2 separate regions of the Sus scrofa genome follow, and region 2 is linked to region 1. A link is a contact called in public Hi-C data. All regions are on one chromosome and are shown on one strand. Each heading gives the region's core, a stretch centred on a gene start, on an enhancer-like site or on the middle of the called end of the contact. The rest is flanking DNA. Distances are from core to core; before and after follow the strand shown. Region 1 overlaps LOC102158082 (a long non-coding RNA gene). Region 2 has its middle 93 kb from the start of C1QTNF7.

The links. A called contact is a pair of places that touch in the nucleus more often than the background predicts.
Region 2: a Hi-C map of liver shows a contact between it and region 1, with 4 times the contacts expected there. The contact joins two enhancer-like sites. A contact is called at or near these places in 2 of 47 Hi-C or Micro-C datasets (both in liver) and 1 of 2 datasets of contacts at active chromatin or transcription factors (alveolar macrophages).

Annotation. Positions count from the first base shown.
Region 1 is chr8:10,225,813-10,229,894 of Sscrofa11.1, reverse strand. The region is part of intron 4 of LOC102158082 (a long non-coding RNA gene); the gene reads left to right. Among named protein-coding and RNA genes, the nearest start is that of CPEB2, 180 kb to the left of the region's middle. Within about 2 kb of position 1,659, at least 15 of the 83 cell types and tissues checked have an H3K27ac peak or open chromatin away from gene starts, as enhancers often do. A contact at or near this core is called in liver, where this site is marked.
Region 2 is chr8:10,563,545-10,567,626 of Sscrofa11.1, reverse strand. No RefSeq gene overlaps it. Among named protein-coding and RNA genes, the nearest start is that of C1QTNF7, 93 kb to the left of the region's middle. Within about 2 kb of position 2,431, at least 10 of the 83 cell types and tissues checked have an H3K27ac peak or open chromatin away from gene starts, as enhancers often do. A contact at or near this core is called in liver, where this site is marked.

The sequences.
Region 1 (4,082 bases), core at 410-2,909:
AAGAGTAGTTTGACCTCACACTACTCTGGTGTATTCCAGTCAGGGAAAAAAAAATACATACATATATATATATATATATATATATATATATACACACACACATATTATATACACACACATATATATACATACACACACGCATATACACACACACTTATACATATATACACACACATACATACATATATACACACATATACATATATACACACATACACACACACACACATATACATATACACACACACACACACACATTTGCACTCAGATGTCTTCCTGGAAGCAAATGGAAACTGTGGAAAGTGGATCCATCTGTCAAGATGTGATTTTGATTAAATTGTAAGTTACCAAAACCGTGGAGAAAATGAAAAATGATATTAGGGACCCTTGAATTATCCTTGTAACTACTTCCATTCTAATTTCACTTTGTAGGCAGAGACCTTTTTCTTATTTTAAATGTTTGGATGATGGAACCACTAAGAATTATCATTGTCCTAACCCTTCATATATTTACTTTTCAAAACATGAAATTTCAAGTAGAAATAAAAGCCCCAAATGCATCCGAAACTCACTGATGCCTTCTTTTTACATAGGACAAATCTATTGCCTTTCATAATTATTTTTATTGAATTATAAATTGATGGGGAGCAATAAAAACCCAGAAGCCTGAATATCAGGGAGAAAAGGAGACTTGGTCGCAACTTGTTGGTATTTTCTGAAACACGTATTTATTCCGCGCCACAAAAGCGCCATGCGTTAGCATCCTTAAATAATGGAGGACAGTGTCTAAGAGGTGGCCAAGGGGCTGATGATAAGGCAGGTCCGCACCTTCTCAGGGCACTGTCACCATTTTATCTTCATGGTTCTTGGCATCTGTTTCTCTTCTCTCCCTGGGCCATTGTCAGAAGTGTGAGTAACCAGGACACATAAGTCTGCATTTACCAGCTGTCTTTCTGTCCCCAACCTATTTCCCTTCCTCAGGCTCATCTGGCCCCCACCCCCTCCCCTGGCACCACTGCCTCTGCTAGAACTCATCCCTTTCTCTTCTGGCTACTCATCAGACTGTGAGCTCTTTGAGGGCGGGGACCATACCTTAGTTTTCTTGATATTCTGAGCAGCCAACATGGAGCCTGGACTATGGGCTTAGATACATTTTTTTAAATGAATAACTAAAGTGGAACCAAATTAATTAATAACATAGAGTACTTACTCTGTTTCAAGCACTGTTTTAAATACTTTGCCCACATGGATTCACGTCATCCTCATAAAAAAATAATGCGAAGCTCCATTGTTATTATCCACACTTACATGCACCTGTTGGAGGTGCGGTGGTGATCGCAGACCTTCTGGCATTAGAGCCAAGGCTGTTGAAAGCTATGTGGCTTCTGACCCTTTCCTCCTAGACCCACTGGGGTGATGATGGTGACATGTTCCCATGAACACCCCTCACCCCCACCAGGGCAACGGAGGGCCATGTCTGAGCGCAGATGTGAGTCTGTACAGAGCTCACTTGGCTGGGACTGCTCCTCATTTCTCAACCTTGTTAATGGCTAAGAGTGCCTGGCACCCATCCAGGCACTGGGCAGTCAAGCCGGGCGGGTCCGCCCGCATACCACGTGATCAGGCCTGTCCACACAGGCTGCTGGCTTTGCAGCCTTCTCTGGGCATTTTTCTGGAACCCTATCCCTTCTTCTTCCTCACCGTGATCTCTCTGTTTCTTCCAGTGTCCACTGGGCTGACCTCTGGCTTTCTTGGCTTTGTTTTCAGCTCCAGCTGCTCCAGCTCTTTTGACTTTGCAGTGGCCCTTGGCTTCCCTGGTCGAGCCTGACTGCACACAGCCAGCCCTCACCCTTGAATTCTTCTGTCCCTGACAGCTTCTGGCAATAGTCCCGCTTGACCAAACTCCAACCCCTAGTGCTGACATGGCCCCCAAGGCAGGGATGGAACGCCCCCAGCCCTTTCCACATGGCTGAGCAAATAAAGTGGGCGACGATGGGCTAGACGTCTGTAGTTCCAGAGTGGGAGAGGGTGGCAGGAAGGCCTTGAGGATCAGATTTGGGCTTTTCTCCCAGCCTCTCCTGTCAGCCCACTTCTTGGTTCCCCCCAAACCCCCTTCGCCCTTGTCTGAAGGGCTTCATGTAGCGGATTCCCGCTGCCCGGGGGACTTGTCACCCCATCCTCCACCTTTCTGACTCTGCCTCACCCTCTGGACCTCAGTTTGATGGGGAGCCCTTCACTTCTTCCATCCCCCAACCCCGACTGAACCACATAGGTGCCATTTCTCCTTTCTCCTTTGTCACCCAGTACGTCTGTGTCACCACCGTAATGGCTGATGTCCACCCAGGGCTTCATCTGTGCAGGTGCTGTTTAAAGAACTTGATGAGAATTAACTGATTCTCCCCAACAACCCTGAGAAGGATACCACTGCTTTTTTTTTTTTTTTTTTTCTTTTTTGGCTGCCCTGCGGCATATGAAGTTCCCGGGTCAGAGATCAGATCTGAGATGCAGTTGTGACCTATGCCACAGCTGCGGCAATGCCAACTCCTTAACCCACTCTGTGGGGCTGGGGATCAAACCTGTGTCCCAGTGCTCCAGAGGTGCCACCAATCTTGTTGTGCCACAGTGGGAACTTTATTATTTTTTTTTTTTTTTGGTCTTATTTATTTACTTATTGATTTTTAGGGCCGCACCTGTGGCATGTGGAATTTCCTGGGCTAGGGGTTGAATTGGAGTTGTATCTTCCGGCCTACACCCCAGCCATAGCAACACCAGATCCAAGCTGGGTCTGCCACCTACGCCACAGCTTGCGGCAATGCCAGATTCCACAAAGTGAGGCCAGGGATTGAGCCTGCATCTTCATGGGTGGAATGCCTACCTGAATTCTAGTTATGGATATTTTATGTCAGATTCAAATAATACATCCCTGATTCTTGATTTGGTGCGATCTGGTGTGACTAAAATGCAAGGACAGCCAGCCGACTGGTGTGTCATCTTAGGGTTCCTTAACGATTTCTGCAGTAATCAATCTTATTCAATATGAAAAATTTGAGCCACAAAGTGATGTCGATCTCAGGCACCACATTTTACACAGCTGGAGATGGGGGAATAACTTGCCCAAGGTCATGCCTGGAGCCAGTGACAAACAGGGTGCCAGGTCGGCTCACTTCCAGTCCTATGTCCTTTCCGCACACCTGGTCAAACAGAAACTACTGTCACATGAGGGCATGCAGGTAAAACAAACATAACTGGTTTGATTCTGACTCCAAACAGCACGAAGGGGCCCATGGCTCCCGTGCTGCCGGGGACTGTGATCAGCCCAGAGTCAACACAGGGCATCTGATAGCAAGGCACGCCTGACTCAGAAAGGGCCCAGGCTCTGCAAAGCTCTAAGGGAGTTTTGCTTACAGCTCCGTCTTTATTGCTGTGTGACCTTGAGCGCATTCCTTTACTTCTCTGGTCTCCAGTCTCCTCTGCAGCATGACACAGTGTGATGAAACAAATGTTTGTCTCTCAAGTTCAATGTTGAAGCCCTAACCCAGAATGAGAAGATATTTGGAGTGGACCTTTTGGAGGTAATTAGGATTGTAAGGTCGTGAAGCCAGAGCCCCTGTGATGGGGTTAGTGTCATTTTTTAAAAAGGAAAGGAGGTAAGAGCTCTCTCTCCTTCCCTCCCTCCCTCTCTTCTCCCCCGCCTTCTGGGGACACACTGAGATGGCAGGTGTCTGGAAGCTTGGAAGCAGCCTCTCACCAGGACCTGAACCTAGCACCTTGATTTTGGACGTCCAGCTTCTGGAACTATGAGAAAGAAACGTCTGTTGCTTAAGACCCTCAGTCTCTGCAATTTTGTTATAGGAGCCTGAGCTGATTAAGATGGTTTTATAAGCTTGAACTTGAATCCCCCTTCTGGCCCTGTGATTCTGACATTCTTTTTCAAGGTCCCCTCTGTTGTTGGCTGCATTCCTTCCTGCCATGTTGCTGTCCCCCAAGCCACTCCTCCTCACTGGTGCTTTTTTTCCAACTCCTCACCATTAATCAAAATCATCTGCCAACTCAGAGGTTGAGCACAAGTCTCAGCTTCCAGG
Region 2 (4,082 bases), core at 1,182-3,681, 340 kb before region 1:
TTTTAAGCTAGGCGGGAATAGCGCTGCTTTCTAGCACAAGTCTTCTGAGAGACATAAGTATGAAATTTCTGTTGGAGATATACCTGAAGGAAATGACTAGATCATAAATTATGTATGTGTTCAGCTTTCACAGATGATGTCGAAGCATTTTCCAAAACAGTGTACCATTTTTATTCCCACCTACAGGGTAGGGAGTCCCAGATGCTCCATATCTTCTTTAATTCTTGGCCTTATCAGTCTCTTTAATATTAGTCATTCTGGTGTGCGGGAGAGGAAGCTACCTCTTTGTGGCTTTAATTTGTATTCCTTTGAGGACTAATGAAGTTGAGCACATTTCCGTATATTTATTGACTATTTCTGTATCCTTTGTGGTGAATATATTTTACCCTTTTTGCAGAGGGTCATCTGCCCTTTTGTCCACTGATATATAGGAGTTCTTCATATGCATTGGATGTAAGTTCTCTGTCAAATAGATGAATTACAGACTGCTTGCCTCTTCATTCTCTCAGTTGTGTTTTTAATGAACAAAATAAACTCCCACATTTTCTAATTCTCCCTTTCACCTTTGGATTCTTGCTACCCTCTAGTTCACAGACTCAGTGAATGAGGAGAAAGGGTTTCTATTAGGTACAGAGAGCTTGAAAACGGTAATAGGAGGAAACGGAGAGATCCCCTGTTTCAAACCCCTTGGTTTTTCTTTTGGGGAACGACAGGCCAGAGATGGATAAATTGCTAGGAGTCACCAACTCCGCCAATAGAATCAGGGCCCAGGGTTCTTACACGGCCACATTCACTCCCTCTTTGGCGTGGTGGGAACAAGGTGAATTCTATGACAAGCCACTACACGGTTGCGGAAGTGTGTCTACATCAGAGAGAGTTTCATCAGCCCCAGGGCCAGAAGACTAAAGGAGCAAACCCTTCTGGACCCACCTCCCTCTATACCCCTGAACAGGGGCTTCAGTATGTTCAGAAAACTCTTGATATGCGTTGTTAACCCCTGCTAGGCTGTGCATAGCCTGAGGGCTATGTCTCCTTCTAAAAATAGGGAAGCGTTATTGACGTTGGCAAAGTGCTTGGGACAATAAAGAGAGATGGCGGGTTACCTCCATCCACCACAGTTTTACTCCAGTAAGTAATTGTGCTCTAGTCCAAGCTCTGATTACACAGAGTGGTTGGGAAATTATAAAGTCCACGCAACAATTCATATCATCTTAAGGAACTGATGAAATGGCTGGTCAAGGCCTTATTCTTCACTAGCTGAGGCCCGATTGTACCTGCTGAGTCAGCACTTTGCCCTTGGGAAGGGCCAGGCAGAGGGCCAGGTGCACAGTCTGGCTGCTGCTGCTGGTGAAGTCCCACAGAAACAGAATACCCAGGCAACGTCTCTCAGTGAAATGGATGTTAGCGGTGACCCCGATACCACGTGTTCCACTCATTCTCCTGGTGTCCCGTGGGGCACTTTGACCCTTTCTTCGCCATTCAGATTGAGCTTTAAAAAAAAAAACCAAAAAACAAAAAAAACCCTGATCTGATCAGGATTTCATTTCTAGTTTCCACCAGCATTATTTATTTACATATACACCCAAAGTCAGAAGGATATGCCCACTTGTGTGTCTCTGGATGGTGTTGCTATGGATACTTTCTAGTTTTTCAATCTGAAATTTCTAATTTTTTTATTAGATGAACTACATGAAAATGTGCTGGCTTTGTATGTCAAAAGTGACTGCATACTAGCATTTCAAGTGGTTTGACCTTGTGTAAGAAGCAAGTATTATTGTGGAATTTTTAAAAATAATAAAAGTTTTAATTTATTTCTATGTTAGACTAAACATAACGCTAATACCTAACACTTAAGTTCTTTTTTATTGTTAAACCCTCCATGGCACACCCAACTTCCTGGTGAATCTGCCTAACAGTGCCATAAGGTGGGGGTGAGGCTATTATAAACCCTATTTATAGATGGGAAAACTGAGGTTCAGAGAACTGCAATGAACCAGTCACCCCACTAGCCAGGGCAGGGCTATGAGTCAGAGCTCGAAGCCCTTGCTCATAATCATTACCCCATCTGGGGTGAATCTGTGCCCCTGGATTTCAACTGAAACTCTAAGTCAGAAATTCAAGGCAACCCTCCCAAGGGTGAGCCCCAGGGTTTGTGGGCAGGGTTGTATCTTACTCATGTGGGATTGTGGCAGCTCCCCAGAGCGGATACCCAAAAAGGATTTGCTCAGCAAATGCAATGATTAGACTGGTTTAAAAAAAGCAAAGGGAGAAATAATGGGACAGATACACTTTCCTGTCTTTAGCTTTTCTAGTGTGTTCCCCGGGATCAGAAATAACCCGCAGGCCCTCCAACTGCCTACCTCCATCTCTGTCCACACTGCTTTCCCAGGACCCACACCAACACTTACTGGAATCAAAATAAAGGGTGCTTGTTAACCATGGGCCAGCAGAGGGAGAACCAGCACTACAGCCTCTTCTAAGGCTGAACACACATCTCTTCCCTCTTGAAAACGGAAATCTCTGCTTTGAGCTGCCCAGCCTTCTTCTGGAACAGTTCCTGGGGCCGTGTAATGTTTCTGGAGTGTAATGTTTAATGATAAATTTAATAATAAAATAAATTTAATGATAAAGGCAGCTGTTCTTTAGTGAGCACTTAACTGTGGGCCAGGATCATGGTTGAGATACTTGACACGCAACCAAGATTTAAAACTCAATCTAGTTGACCTCAGAGACCAAAGGTTTTACCCACAATCCTTGGGTTTCAGAGGGGCTGTGAATCCCCCACCAAATTTTTCCTAATTTGTGTGTGTCTGTGTCTGTGCCTGTGCATATATATGTGTCTCTAGGCTTATGAGGTTTTATTTTTATTTTTTCCAAAGGAGAGAGAGAATCTCAAAGAGGTGAAAGATCCAATAAGATTAGAGACCACCTCAGGAAGAGAGGGTTAAGAAAAGCTACCTAGCTGATGAGAGAGAGAGAGAGAGAGCAAAAGATGAAACCATTCATTGTTCTTAAGCCTCTGGCCCTATGACTGAATGGGATGGAGTTCAGGCAAGCGTGTAACAGTCAAGAACATTGATCAATGAAGGATGAATTACAAACTCTTAAATCTGTGTTATCTAAGCCATGCTGGAAGAGAATGAAATACTCTGTACTGGTGAGATTGTGAAACCAGTTTTGTAATCAGAGGAAGCTCCTAGAACACAGTGGGGGTGGGGGCAAGGGAAGGACAGATGAGACAATATATGCATTTGTTTCAGAAGCAGAACACTGTAGGGACGTAGGGAGAAAGCTCAAGGTTATTCCAGGTGCATAATCCATTCCTCTTGGACAGCACTTTACCGTTTATGAAATTCCTTCACACACATGCATGCCAAAGGTCCTCAGAACGATGCTGTGAGGTGGGCAAGATGGACTACTATTTGCTTTTGATCTATGAAGAAACTGAAGCACAGAGGGGTTAAGTCATCTACCCAAGGTCACACAGCTAGCAAGCAGCCATTGTCTTCTAACAGCCAGCTGCATAGATTTCCCATGCCTCTAACAAGGGATATTTTAGTAAGAGAGACATTTACTGCCAAAATGTTTCCAATTTGTGACCAAATAAAAGTAACCATTGGAGACCATGTTGGTTTCAAACTCAAACTATCAACTGTGTAGTTAAGTCAGAGGGACAGAACTTAGTGATAAAGAGCTCCGGCTCTCGAATGGACGGCCTGGCCCAATCCCAGCCATCCTGAGAGGCAGTGCCGGCATCTGACTGCAAGACCCTTAATGCCCCAGACGTAAGTAACCCTCACGCAGGGAGGGGAAGCCGTTGTGGATAAACACTCCCGGTTTTTTGCCCCTTGGTGATGTGATTCCTCAGAATTATAAGCTTCAGTTTCTCAGAAGGTTCCGGGCAGGGCTGAGCCTTCAGTTACCCATAGTGGTAGCCGTGTCAACATTCTCTTTTGGCTTTCCTTCCTTCCTTGTCTCGTGGCTTCCCTTGAGGGCCTCTGAGTTCGGATCCTCCTAGAGAAGCAGAGCCCAGGTAGGTTCCCATGTGCAAGTCACTTTTGGGGAGAACCGCCTGTATTGGA